Regions from separate parts of the Rattus norvegicus genome. Here region 1 is linked to region 2. A link is a contact called in public Hi-C data. All regions are on one chromosome and are shown on one strand. The core of a region is the stretch at or near the end of the contact, and the rest is flanking DNA. Distances in the headings are between cores, read along the strand shown.

Region 1 (7,264 bases), core at 1,585-4,084, 52 kb after region 2:
ATTCTTCCCAAACAATTTCACCCACTGGGAAAAAGGATACATACTCAAGGATGTGAGCCTGTGTGGCTGTCCTCATTCAAACAGGGGAAAGAGAATCCCACAAGTTGTCCTCTGAGCTCTACACATGCACTGCATCCTGAATATCTCCACACAATAAATAAATAAACATTTAAAATACTGAATTAAACGATGTAGAGCTTATTCCAGAAAGAGATGGGACTTATACTTGCTATCCGTCAGTTCTAACATTGCATATAAATCTCTTTAGGCACCTTCTAGCTACTATTCTTCCCTTTTGTTCCAGATCATGGATCAGCAACTACCTGAGATCAAATTTAATTCCCCATCTCTGTTAGTTTGCCTAATGTCTCTGCTGCTTTCGTGCTGCTAGCAGGCCAGTGGATTAGCTGCGACAGAGACCTGTGGCCATGGGACCCAAAATATTTACCAGATTTCTGTGCTAAAATATTGAAAGGGAAAAAGTAGAAGCTTGTTTCATAGTTACACACACACACACACACACACACACACACACACACACACACACACACACACGATTGCTCAGTGTTTAAGAATACTTGCTCAGGAAAAGGACTGGGTAACCCCCACCAGGGAGTTCACAACCACCTGTGCCTCTAGCTCTCTGGCCTTTGTGGGCACCTAGATATACACACATACATATAACTAAAAATAATGGAATAGTAAAAAATAGTAAAATATTTAACAAAAAGATTTAAACACAAATAGCTAGAAAATTAAGCGAACTTTTACTTATGGAGCTATCATAATATTTGTCTACAACTAGCTACTTCTTAGGCCTTTGGGGAACCTAAAATCTATTCTATTTGAGGCAGTGTGTTTCTCAAAGTACAGATCCCAGCTATTTGCATCTAAATCACACAGAGCACTTATTTAAAATGCAGATGCTAAAACAGATTCTTGGGTCCTGCCAAAGCCGCCCTGAAAGAGGACTTGTGATATATACCTGCATATTTGATTACTACCAATGTATGTAGTGCCTGACTCTTTTATAGCGTGCACTAAGATAAAGCCATCTGTTTACTTGTTATCTCTCTTGGAAGGACTCTGAACTTCTTCATGGTAGACACTGTGCTAACTACTTCTGTGTTTGAAGTTCAGAGTAGGCACATGGAGTGACTAGAGTTCACAAAGGAGTTCATCCCTGGATGATGAAGATTTTGGAGGTGCTTCCAAGAGTAACAAAAGCAGAACTATTCTCACAAAATCATAGGATCACAAGTTCAAGGTCATGGTCATCTTTAGCTTTACAGTTGGTCTGAAGCCAGCCTGGGATATCTGAGATCCTATCTCAAAAGAAAATGACAAGCTATTTTAAAATTAGAGCAATAACAAAACTCGCAAGTCCAGGATAGAGTGATATATTTTAATGACATATTTTACTGGGATATGGAAAAAAAATCATGTTTTCAGATTCCGAATTACAACTTGAGAAGCATTTTGGTGGCTATGTGTACAGCCTCTTGCCTGGTATACCCAAGGCTCTGAAATTGATCTCTGGCGCTGCTAATGAAAAATAAGATCTAGGGCCTGAAGAGCTGTCTTGACAGAGCATTTTTTTTTTTTTTTGCTCTTGCATAGGACCAGGGTTTGGCTCCCAGAAACAAAGTTACTATCACCTGTAACTCCAGTTCAGGGGATCAGACAGCCTCCTGACCTCCACAGGCACCAGGCACATACATGATACACACATATGAGTGCAAAACACTCATACACATGAAGTAAAATAAATCTAAAATTTTAAAAATACCACTGTTAAGGACACCCAGCTCCCTTTCCCCAAAATGGGGGCTTGTGGTGTGGCCTAGAGTCACAGCATGTACAATCCCTTGGAACCCTACAGTGAAAGGAAAACTGACACCTGCAAGTTGTCCTCTGATTTCCACACACATAGCAGTACATACATCACACACACACACACACACACACACACACACACACACACACACACACACACACAAATGTAATAATTAAAGGTTGGAGACCAATATGGGGCTGCACAGCAAGGTCATCGCAAAGCAAAAAACACCACACAAAGAAAGGGTGTTACATAAACGTGTGGATGTTTAAACCATATGGGTAAAAAATGTTCACGCTCAGTTCCTTCTCAGTTTCTGAAAAAAAATCTCGAACCCTTGCCTTGTAATCAAGTTAGAAACCAGTAAAGCATCTTGTCTTTCCTTCCTGCGGCACCTGCTAGTCGGGCGCTTCAGCAACAATCCACAATCTGCATCTCCAGCCCTGCCAGTCCCCAGAGTGCTGGGCTTGGGTTGACTAGCCACCGCCATCACCTTACATCATTTAGGATAAAGACAAACACCAAACCCCTCTCTCTTGACAGATCCTGTCAGACAGACCCTTCAGTCACCCTAGCCCTGCCCACCGGGTGTTGACAGGACCCACCAGGGGTCAAGACGTCCGACTCCCCTCGAGGAAGCACCGATTTCTGGTGGGTCCCGACACGTCGTCTTCTCAGCTCCTCCCTCAGAGCCTCAGCCCCACGACGGCCACGCGCGTGCTCCCCACGCCACCAGCGCGTGCCCGGCGCGTGCCCGGCGGCCGACGCCTGCCCGCAGGAGGAGCTACATCTCGCGCGAGTCCCCCGCACATCTCGCGACACTTCGGCAGGTCCTCCTGTGCCTCAGGCCCTGAACCGGGTGAGCGGACTCCGCAGGGCTCACTGCTCGCGGCTGGATCGCTGAGGAGCCCGTGGTGCGGGATTGGGGCGCGGCCACAGGCTCCGCCCGTCTGCCCGCCCCGCCCGGCTTGGGAGGTAGGCTGCAGCAGGGATGTGTCTCGGCTCCCTCCGCAAGGGCTGAGAGCGCGAGCGGCGCGGACAAGCGAAGCCAGGTCCGCGCAGGGGCCCGGGCCGGGCGAACCAGGTCGGGGTGGGGGAGGGCTCCAGTGTGCACCGTACCTCAGGGCATCCGTGAGCGGCTCGGCTGCTCTCGGCCGGGGCAGGGGGAGACTAGATCCCAAACTCGGAGCCGGTCGGGTGAGGAGGGCAGGCCGAGGTCTCCGGAGGATAACGGGGAGGCCTGGGAGCGTTTGTTCCTGAGCTGTGCGGTCGGACCGTGCCTGGTACAGGACGCCGCTCGTCTGTCTCCCACCCTGGGCTTTGGGTTCTACTTCTGCGTGTGCAGCGCTAGTCCGCCGGGTGCCTTAATGTTGGATAGGTGGGAACTCGCCTGTCATCCTTCTCCCCGGGGGCGATTGAGGTCACTTGCTACTTTTCACCCGAAACTCAGGCTCTCTGTCTTCGTGGGTCGGTGCGCAGCTATGGCTGCAGGCAAAGTTTCTGTTTGGGCGTTAAATGTACCACAGCCCGTATTGAAGCACACTGGCAGTGCCAGCCAAAATGGTTCTTGAGCGACTAGTTCTATTTTCTGTATATTAAGATTCCAATAGTTATGTAAATGTGCATGCAATAGAAATGCATAATACAGCCCGGGGGCCTTAAACCTACCTGTTTCACTGTATGTATGACACACTAAATGGCACACCTGGAAGTAGGAAATTTTCAGCCTTTGGTGCTACGTTTAGGTTGAAAATTGTGGTAAAATATCCTGTTTCAATCAGTTTCTTGAAATTTCTGTGTTTGTTAAAGAGCTTGTTGTGTGATTAAACATTTTTAGTTTTCTTTGGAGAATTGGGAGCTCAGTGCCGAATGGTGGAGCGGAACATTTTGTTTCCCTCACCAAATAATTTATATATATATAAAATTTGTTGCTTCAAGAACAGCTTCCAAAAACGATTTTTGAGTGTGTGAATATTTAGTGTCAATAGAGGCAAGATGATTCTCCTGATAGTTTTTTATTTTGTCTTCTAGAGCGAAATGTCATCAGGGGAATCGTACCAGGAGCAGCTGTCACAGTCAGATCCATCCCCCTCCCCAAACTCCAGTAGTTCCTTCGAGCTGCTAGACATGGATGTTGGCAGTTCCTACGAACCCGTTTCTCCACATTGGTTTTATTGTAAGGTAATAGACTCTAAGGAACTCTGGATTCCTTTCAACTCTGAAGATTCACAGCAGCTGGAAGAAGCACATGGCTCTGGTAGGAAGAAACTGGTAACTCTTAACAGATTCTAATAAACTAACAAGTAATAGCCCCGACTGTGATTGCTATTAAAATTAAATTTTAGAATTATCCCATTTTCATCTTTTTAAAACTGTGTTGTTTCTGCATAATTATCCAATACAGTTTTTGTATTCAAGCTTGTGTTTTACTTTTTAGTCAGAAAGTTTGTGTAGAGAGTAAGGTGTCACACTGCAGATTGAACTAACATGTCACCTTTGTTCCTGTGTAACAAAGGGTTAGTGATGATATAGCATCATAATTGTCATTAATTTGCCTTTCCATTCCTCAAGTAAAAACTCGAGAAAACCTCTGTGTGTGTTTGTGTGTCTGTATGAGTGTGTGAGTGTGCGAGAGGCATTATTGTCTTAGAAAAGGAGAAAAGTTCAGGTAGTATTTCTTTTTTTTTTTTTCATTAAAATATAATTGGTTTGAAATACTAAAAATTGCTCATGAAGAAGCTGAAGAAGAAAAGAAAAAGATAGGGTCCAGACTCCATTTGCGGAGTTGCCGGATAGAACCTGTTTATGCGTAGGTGATTGTTTGTACTGGGACTTACAATTGTGTTTTGGGATAGTCGTTGTGACATCGTGTACTTCTTTTCTCTTTTGTGATTCGTGATAGGAAAGGATTGTAATGAGAGAGTTGTCCCCACTGATGGGGGCAGATATGATGTCCATCTCGGGGAGAGGATGCGGTATGCCGTGTACTGGGATGAACTACCATCAGAAGTGAGACGGTGCACGTGGTTTTACAAGGGAGACAAAGACAATAAGTACGTCCCCTACTCCGAGAGCTTCAGCCAAGTTTTGGAGGTATTCCTCTGCTTCCGGTTTACCTACAGCCTTCCTCATTCTTTCTGTCCTATCGTCTAGTATTGTCTTGAATTCTTCTAACAGATCATGTGAAACTTCCAGGAAAAGATCACCTGCTTTTATGTCACACTTTATGTAATTTATCTCTGCAGGTTAGTTTCAGATTAAAGTTGTAATTTCATATTTCAAGTTTTATAGAAACTATATTGTGCCTTTTAAATCTTAATGTAGCTGGGCAGTGGTGGTATGCACTTTTAATCCCAGCACTCGGGAAACAGAGACAGATGGAGCTCTTGAGTTTAAGGCTACATTGGACATTGGAGTCTCTGGAACTGGAGCTATAAATACTTGTTTGCTGCCTTGTGGGTGCTAGGAATTGAACCCAGGTCCTCTACAAGAGCAGCCAGTGCTCTTAACCACCAAGCCTCTCTCCAGCCCCAGTTTGTCTTACTTTTACTCTGAGGAGTATATGGGTTTTCTTGAACTTGAAATTATCGATATTGATGTTATTGAATAATGATAGAATCCAAATAGTATTTTTGTTTTTAATCTGGTTTATTTATTGTGTGTTTGTTTGTTTAGTATGTTTCATTTTTTTTTCTTGAGCCAAAGTCTCACATACCCCAGACTAGCCTCAGAGTTAACAGGTAGCTGAAGATGATTTCAGCTTCTGATACTCCTGCCTCCGACCCCTTGATGGCTGGGACCCATCACTACACCTGGGTTCATACTTTGCTGGGGATAAAATGTGGGCCTTTCTGCATGCTAGGCAAGCACTTTACATTTTTTGAGATAGGATCTTGCTGTGTTTCTCTGGCTGGCTGGGAACTCACTTTGTGGCCCAGGTTGGCCTGAAATTCAAAGTAACCTTCCTGTTTTAGTTTTCTAAGTGCGGGGATCACAGGAGAGGCCACCACTGTGGCTGCTGGTCATGGTAAAAGATGTTAATGAGCTAGAAATACAGTTCCATGGCAAAGTGCTTGTCTGATATATGCAAGGCCCTGGACACATTCTCCAGCCCTGTGCTACCTAGAATTTTAAAATGAATTTGTTAAGTTGGAGAATGATTTTCTTATTAGAATTCATTAATACGTTTAGATTTTAAAAAGTTTTAGAAAGTCTAATATAAAATATATTTTCTTTTAAGGATACATATATGCTTGCGGTAACTCTGGATGAATGGAAAAAAAAACTAGAGTCTCCAAACAGAGAAATTATTGTATTACACAACCCAAAGGTAACGTGAAGCAAAGTTCGTCACTGAGATTTAGATCAAAGGTCAATGTATTACTAAAGAAAACCAATGGCTCTTTTGTTCTATGGATGCCACCTAGAATAACCTTTGGCATAGTTTATATTGGACTCACCGTTATAAAGTTATTAATGCTTATAGTCATTATTTACTCCATTCAGCTTGTATGTAAGAATCATCTATATATGTATATGATGTATGTGTGTATATAACGTGTGTGTATGATTTGGGTACAGTGTATGTGTGAATGTGGACATACATATAGAGCAGCGTGCTTTGAATGTCAGTCCTGTTCTAGCCTGAGACAGAGTTCTTCATTGTTCTCTGGTGCATATAGCAGGCTACCCAGCTTAAAGCTTCTTCTGTCCACCTCCCAGAATCCTGTGCTCTGCCTCCCATCTTTCAGCATCAGAGTGCTGGAGTGAAGATTCATGGATTCATGTGCTCTTGTGTCCACTGTTCCATGGGCTCTGGGGACTTTAGCTAATGTCCTGTATTTTGATGGCAATGAGTGCTTCACATTCTGAGCTGCCTCCTGGCCCTATGAATTTTCTCAGGGAAAATGATCTCTACATTATGTAGGCATGTCTGTCTGTCGTGTATAGTTTATTTTTTAAGAGAGTCTCACTGTGTGGCCTTGGTTGACTTTGAATTCACTGTAGATCATACTAGCTGTGTAAACCTAGCTGAATCAAACTCACAGAAGTTCTTGCCTTTGCCTCCCATGTGCGCGGTTTAAAAACATGCACCCCCAGAGCTGGCCCATCCGCTCTGTTAGTTTAATGTGTTTTAATGTCAGGCTTCTTACCTTAGGCTACAGGACTAGCATGTCAGAGCTCCAGTTGAGGTTTGGTTATGTGAAAACGTGTTTCTGTCATTCAAAATGCATTAACTCACAAGTTAATGTAGACTGTTGCTCTGATCTTTTCTGTTTAAGCTCATGGTGCATTACCAGCCAATCACAGGGTCTGATGAATGGGGTTCAACATCCACTGAGCAAGGTCGGCCAAGATCAGTAAAAAGAGGCGTTGAGAGCATCCCTGTTGATATTCACTGTGGTAATGTTAATCCTTTATTTTTCC
Region 2 (7,137 bases), core at 1,083-3,582:
CAACAGTACTCTCTGTCAGAGTAGACTGAGAAAGTCAGAATGAATTACAATAAATACCAGCTGTTAAGTCTTCAGACTTCAATAAATAAACACGCGTTCCACGTTGTTCTGTTCATAAATAAGCGCAGTCCTTGCAGGTGATGGGGACCCAGACGACTAAGACCGTTTACTCGGAGGGACAGAAAAGTGGGCCAGCAAGATGGCAGTGCAGATAAAAGTACTTGATGTCTAACCTGACAACCCAGGACCCAGGACGGGGCGGGGCACACTCCTGAAGTTGCCCTCTGACCTTCACGTGTATGCGGTGGCACACACACACACTCACAGAGACATTACATTATTCTTTTAAAGATGTCTAGAAGGAAGATCTTTAGGTTGTTATAATTGTTTCACCCTTATTCAGCAAAGGGATTCCAGTATTTGTGTGTAAGATACTTAGTGCAGATGTGAGTACACACAGCCATCAGGAGCACTCTGGAGTCAGTTTTTCCAGTTCCCTCCTTCCGTCTCCGTCTCTGTGGCTTCCTGGAGTCTTCCCTCTTTGTGGCAAGCATTATTACATACCGAGTCATTTTGCTGCTCACAACTTACATTTTTGTGATTTTTTTTTTTCTTTCTTTGAGACAGGGTTTCTCTGTGTAATAGCCCTGACTTTCTTGGAACTCATTCTGTAGACCAGGCTGACTTCAAATTCAGAAATCCCCCTGCCTCTGCTGGGATTAAAGTCATGTCCTCCCAGTGAATATCTTTAAAGTGCATCTTCTCCAAATCCTGAAACGGGAATGCTGTAGCTTTCCTGACTCCTAACTCCTGTCTGCCTACATGGTAGCACTTGACCTTTTCAAACAAGGGAGCTGCTACTCTGAGCCGAGCTGACATCTAGTCTGTTACCAACTGACCTCATAAACAGTAGGCATGGTCACTTATCTTAGCATTATTGGTCAGTATTCATTATTCTGTATAATCCTTTTAATTAGGTCAGTGAAAATCCTGTCATAGTCTTCCTGCCAAAAAGCTATTACTCTTTTAACTACCAACTCTGGAGAGTTTTGCTTTATCTGTTGTGAGATGTCTCACTGTGGTCCAAGCTGGCCTGGAATTGAGGGCAATTCACCTGTGTCATCATTTAGAGTGTTGACATTAAAGCCGTTGAGCTACTGTGCCTGACTAGGGTTTCGTTTTTAATGTTTATGGGTGTTCAGCCTACATATTTGTATGTCTGTGTACCATGTGGGAGCCTGGTGTCCACTAAGGCTACAATAGGGCATCAGATTCCCTGGGACTCGAATTATAGTTATGAGCTGCCAAGTGGATGCTGGGAATCGAACCTGGATTCCTTAGAAGAGCAGCTTGTGCTCCCAATGCTTTTTAGCCATCTTTTCAATCTCTGGTTTTATATTTTTAAGATATTTTTATATTTTCATTATGCAGCTCTGGCTATCCCTCTATGTAGACCAGGTTGGCCTCAGATTAGAAAGATCCCCCTGCCTCTGCCACATGAGTGCTGGGATTAAAGGCCTGTGCCACCACACTGGCTTTTAGCTGGAGTTCTGTAAGAACCAATTTAGAGTTGTGTTTGTTATGAAATTACATTTTTAGGAAAAAGTCTATTAACGTCAAATGACATAAATGTCCAGAAGTTTATTCCCTTCAATGGACTAGGAGGTTTAAACCCAGAAGTCTAGTGAAGCTGCGATTGCCATCACTGATTCCTTAGACTGGGGCTTGATGTATACAGGCTGAAATGTGCATGTGAGGTGCTTTATTATCATGGGATAAAGTAGGGAGGCTGCAGAGTGATCATTTCATTTCTCCTTAGAGAAAAGTTGGAATACTCTGGAGGGGTAGTTTCAAGTTGTGGCCTTTTACAGAGGAGCAGAGGGTCACAGAGTTTCCTAGGTAAAACCTCGCTTTGTGCACACACTGCCTTCAGGTAGTGGCATTTGGAGCTCATAAGACAACAGTTCCTGATCCTTAGCGCACCCTCGCCCCATCAGCTGCTGACAGTTTAGTAAGGTGTTTTTTAGGTCAGCATGTACAGGCCTCGAAAAAAGGTTTCATAGATACCTGTCCCTTAACCTTTACTTCACAGCTAGTGGGAGACACTGCAGAACCTTTATTCTAAGCCTCAGTTCTGTTTTCCTGTAGTACGTTTTTACCAGTCAGTCCTAGTGTCTAATGACTACTACCCCTCTCGTTGTCCTTGGCTGAAGGTGAACAGACTTGCAGACTTCCTGTGAGAACTTCCAATGGCGTGCAGGTAGATGTGGTGGGCAGTCCTTAACACTGGGCCTCAGAGGCAGGGCTGGACTCCAAGCGCTTGCGCAAGTGGCTGGCGAACTCTATCTGGGTCTGTGATAAGACTTGGTTGATGATGGTCTTTGGCAGCCACCCCTGGGGTAGAGAGAGACGAGAGCGCTGGGATCCTGGGCATAGTTCTGTACCCCACATAGGCAGGGGCCCCTCAAACTTGGCCTTGTGGGTTAAGGGTACAGCTTTTGCTACCTTATTGATAAAGATGGATTCCCACTATATGACCCCAGGACATCTGTTGTCACCTGAAAGGTGACAGTTATCACCTACTGGGCCCAGGATCACCTTTTTAAATGGTCATAATTATATATGAAACTGATTTTTTCTATGTTAACTCAGGCTATCTTAGAATCTCAAATGTGTGTTCTTTCTACTTCTGCCCACAAGTACTGGAATTTATGACACTGCACCCAGCTTTTTAGATGAGGTGAAAGGAAGCTTTTATAGGTTCCATGGTGGCAGAATAGCAAGCTATGTTTAAGTTCATTGCTTATCCAACAGCCTGTGACTATCAAAACACAAGAGGAAGGCTGGCAAGATGGCTTAGTGGGTCAAAGTTCATGCCTAACAGTCTGAGTTAAGTTTCTGGGACTCAGAAAGAGGAGGGAAAGACCCAAGTCAACAGTGTCCTCTGACTTCCACATTGATGTGACACGTGAGCTCCCACATTCACACATGCACATCGTGCACACACAACAATTTTTTTTTTTTTTTTTTTTGGAGCTGAGGACCGAACCCAGATCCTTGCGCTTGCTAGGCAAGCGCTCTACCACTGAGCTAAATCCCCAACCCCAACAGTAAATGTTTTAGAAGTCAGTATGCAAGCGGCTTCTCCTCTCCATGGGAGGCAAGAGCATATTTCTGTGGCTGCTTCCTACTCCCAGGCCTCTCTGCCCCTCTCTCACCTTGAGGTCAATACTGAGCAGCCACGTGAGTTTGGTCTTTGAGGGACTTCCAGCCAGTGGATGAAGCACCATGCAGGTGGGACCGTGTTCAGCTCTGGCAAATGAAGAGTAGACAAGGCAGGAGGACGGGTTAGAATTCTTAGACTGGTTAGTTAGTTATACTTCTAGAGTCCCTTGTCTCTTAAAGTTCATCAGGAAGTCCTTTACCCTAATGCTGTGTGACAGTTGGCATGGACTAGTTCATCAGAACATGCTTGTTGTGGCTGGATGCCTCCTGCTGGGCCACCATTGTTAGAACCCAAAGCAGGAGCCTGCTCTAGCTTTGGGAAATTATTAGGATTCTTAGAAGTTCCGGGGAGGGTAGAACAAAGCACCTGGCTGTGGAAGTGGGGCTACTCTGGCCATTACTTTCTTGTTAAAGCTGACTGGGGCTAACAATTGGTTTCTTGGAGGTGGGGATCAAGGTTATGGCTCTGCAGTTTGGAGACGGCTGCCAGTTTTACCTGATGACACCGCTTTGCTCAGGCATCTCCCCAAAGTGTGTGGCCATGCCTGCCAGCACACAGGTGGAACCTCTACGCTTGGTACAGCGTACGCTTACGAAGTCTCGGGGCCCCACCAGGTTGCCTGCTGCTGCTGCAGCCAGCTCATGGGTGATGACTGTGTCTTTTCCAATCTTCTTCAGGACCTAACGCAGAGTTGGAGTCAGGACTCAGCAGTGATAGGCTAAGCACCCATAGTTCAGATCTGCATTAGCTTGGCTCCCTGCTGCCACACTTGGGCTTTCCTCACCTTGATTTCCTTGACATTTGGGTTCCACTCTCCCATGGCCTCCATGCGGTCCACCAGTTCTTCATAGAGTCTGTCCATGGGCTGGTCTAGCAGCACCTCCAGTCGGAACACCTTGCCCACACCTGGCACCACCTTACTTAGCACTTCATCTCCATTCTCCTGTTAGGGACAGAAGACAGCCAGGGGCTAGCGTTAGAGGAATTTATTCCTAGGCTAGGTCTAGACAGTACTAGGAAAGGGGACAGCAGGTCTACAGTGAGCATTTGGGTACCTGGATCTCAACCTGCTGTGGATCCAGTAGGTAGACACTGCAGCCATAAGCTCGTATGCCCACTGGAAGTGGTACCTTGGCTTTGGTTTTGGTGATGAATGTTGGTAGCATGGACGGTCCTTCCAACTGAAATGGCCTATACTTCAAAGCTCAAAGGGTCTGAAGGACAGACCTGGGAGTATAAGATGTCTGATCTACAACAGCTAATGAGATAGATAATGTTGGGTTCGTTGGTTTTCTGCTTTGTTGGCTCAATATGTCACTTTAGAAAGTTGGTGATTTACCCAGGGTTGCTTAGCAAAGAGCAGTGATAAGTCTTAGTCTGTTAGATCCTGTTAATCGGTTTCCATTACTTTAAGAGCTTGAGCAGCAAGGTGTTTCATCTGAGCCGTGGGTAATGAACACTAAACTTTTGTTGAAGATAAGGCCGCCAAAGTAGATCTAATCGAGCTACTGTTTTAACAGGTTTTGCTTCTGTGTGAGGATGAGATATTATCCACTGAGCTTGTCTACAGGGTAGGCTGCACAGTACAGAATGTACTCTAGCATTGTGCTGGTTGTAATGGTGGGTAGTATGTCCCCTAATACGTGTGGTTTCTACTGGGTGAGTGTACAGCTTTCAGAGGGTAGTTGAAATATAGGAATAACGTTTCTCAATGAGGTCTTACGGAGGAAGGGTTATCTGAGAACATATTCTTTGTTTGCTTGTTGAGGAAGGATCTTACTATACAGCCCTGGCTGGGCTGGAACTTGCTATGTAGACCAGGCTAGCATTATACCCCCAGAGATCCACATGCATCAGTCTCCTGAGTGCTGAGATTAAAAGGTATGCACTCTTACCCCCCACCTAATGATACATTCTTAGGAGAGTTCTCAGAGTAAAACTACTTGGCTGTTTATCGATTGCAAATGCAGCAGGAATCCCAGCAGGCCTTGGGCATGCTAGTGGGACTGTGGGTTTCTCAGAGCCACCTTTACTTACCTGCTGGCTTTCCTTCTTCCAGCCTTCCTGGTTGTTGAGTATGCCCAAGGCCTTTTGCATAGCTTCCTCTCCTTGCTGGATGTAGGACAGCTCCTGGTCACTGTAGAGTGTTGCTTCCAGTTGAGAACCTATATACATAGCCAAGGAAAAAAAGAAAACAAGGTCCTAGCCCATCCACAGCTCTCATCCCTTTGCTCTTTGAATGTGTTCAGTCCTCAGGGGAGATAAGATCAAAGCCATAGGGTCCTGACTCCAAGTCAAGGTAGACACAGGAGTTAGGTAACCACAGGCAGGGGACGGGCCTCATGAACACATTTGCACTGTAAGACTCATCACTAGCAGAAGCTCAGAAGCCACAATATTTACCAAGTAGAGAGCTCCGACGCCGGACCTGACCCATCCACCCAGGACTGGGGTCCCCTAGGGCTCTCCGGTTCAGCTCTTGGCCAATGGCTAGCACAGCTTGATGCCTCAGTCCTGCAGGAAGGGAAAGAAACTTTTGTCAAGGAGCTAGAAAGGCCATTCTGTCTACTCATCACATTATGAGCAAAGTGGATTAGACACAGCCCAGCAGGGATCCAAACTACAGCCACATCTCTAACTCCAAGTTAAACTTCCTCTAGCATTTCCAGGGCCCAGAAGTCTTTTACATCTTGAAAAATAGGGGTGGGCTGGTCAGCCCTTCCTGGCCATAGAAGTTTACCCGGGCCTGTTGTTAACCAGAAAAAGGCTGCTCGGTAAGTCGCTTATCAAGTAGGGTACACCGTCTCCCAAGGGTTGCCCCGCTGCCAAGGTCTGCCTCTTGGCCATCCAGTGAAAAGAGTCACCCCACCATCCTTTGCCCTGTACTTGTGCTGCCCAGCTCTCCTGTGTCTTCTCCTCTTTCCAGACACTGCCTCAGACTGACCAGTCACTGCTTCTTAAAGTAAAGGCTAGCTTCTGTATTTCTCAACCACTGTGGCAAATACTTGCCTGGGACCCTTGGTACAAACTCAGACCAATCCTGAAGGAAGGCAACATCAGTCCTAGCCCCAGAACAACAGGGACTTAGAGTAGAAGCTAGAAATTACAGAATTCAGAGGAGATATGGCACCTTAGTAACCAGGCCAAGTTTTTAGGTGAAAACCTGAGGTCTGGAGAAGAAAAGCTTTACCCAGGCCCCCAGTTAAGAGGCACAGCTGGGACTAAAGCCTAGGTGGCCTATCTCCCACCCAAGATCTTTACCACAAAACTGTGTTGCCTAGAGGCTCCTGGCAAGCTGTGCCCCCGGAGACTCACCTTTCATGTTCCGCATATGTCTGTAGGAGCTCCCAGCACACAGCTTGAATGTAGCTAGTAACATGCTTTCTGTGGTAGTGCTGCAGTTGCTGCTGCTGCTCCCAGGGATTTGTTCTTCCAGAGCCTTTCAAGGTCCTGAGTCCTGCAGCTGGCTCAAAGCAAGTGCTCTGCCTTAAATGCTTCCAGCGGAAGGCTGTGCATCATCACTTGAGATAAAAAAGCCATCAGTCACTGTGCAGAGGGTCAAGGATGGAATGATTGCCTCATACTGCAGTGCTGACCAAGGTGGGAGGGGGCAGACCAGACTCGGCAGGCAGGGGAAACCAGTGGTCACCGAGATGGGGCAAAGGGCATAACTTCTCCAAAGTTTTAAATGGAGACTTAAAGCCCTGTCCTCAAGCTCCAGGTTCAGCATTCACTTAAATGCCCAGTAACTGGGGTGAATCAAAAACTATACAGAAACTCTAGCCAAAAGAGGGAGCCAGGGCGGAAGAACCAAAGGGTGAGTTCTTGCAAGAAGATAGAACCAGGCTTGGTGGCACACGCCTTTAATCTCAACTCTCCCAGGAACAGACAAGTAGATCTCTTGAGTTCAA

The links. Hi-C and Micro-C count contacts between places; a contact is called where the count stands out from the background.
Region 1: a Hi-C map of liver shows a contact between it and region 2, with 2.3 times the contacts expected there. The contact joins the promoter of Ddhd2 here to the enhancer-like site in region 2. A contact is called at or near these places in 8 of 12 Hi-C or Micro-C datasets (the A7r5 cell line, the Rat2 cell line, Schwann cells and 4 more) and 1 of 1 datasets of contacts at active chromatin or transcription factors (oligodendrocytes).

Annotation. Positions count from the first base shown.
Region 1 is chr16:73,019,518-73,026,781 of GRCr8, forward strand. Ddhd2 (DDHD domain containing 2) reads left to right here and starts at 2,835. Exons shown (of 17, transcript NM_001318416.1): 1 at 2,835-2,889; 2 at 3,869-4,094; 3 at 4,740-4,930; 4 at 6,078-6,167; 5 at 7,120-7,240. The coding sequence starts at 3,875. LOC120097398 (translation initiation factor IF-2-like) reads right to left here and starts at 2,573. Exons shown (of 2, transcript XR_010058737.1): 1 at 2,443-2,573.
Region 2 is chr16:72,967,724-72,974,860 of GRCr8, forward strand. Star (steroidogenic acute regulatory protein) reads right to left here and starts at 6,724. Exons shown (of 7, transcript NM_031558.3): 1 at 6,542-6,724; 2 at 5,630-5,740; 3 at 5,264-5,391; 4 at 4,011-4,169; 5 at 3,722-3,906; 6 at 3,219-3,312; 7 at 2,101-2,394. The coding sequence starts at 6,605. The coding sequence ends at 2,281. Within about 2 kb of position 2,333, at least 1 of the 93 cell types and tissues checked has an H3K27ac peak or open chromatin away from gene starts, as enhancers often do. A contact at or near this core is called in liver, where this site is marked.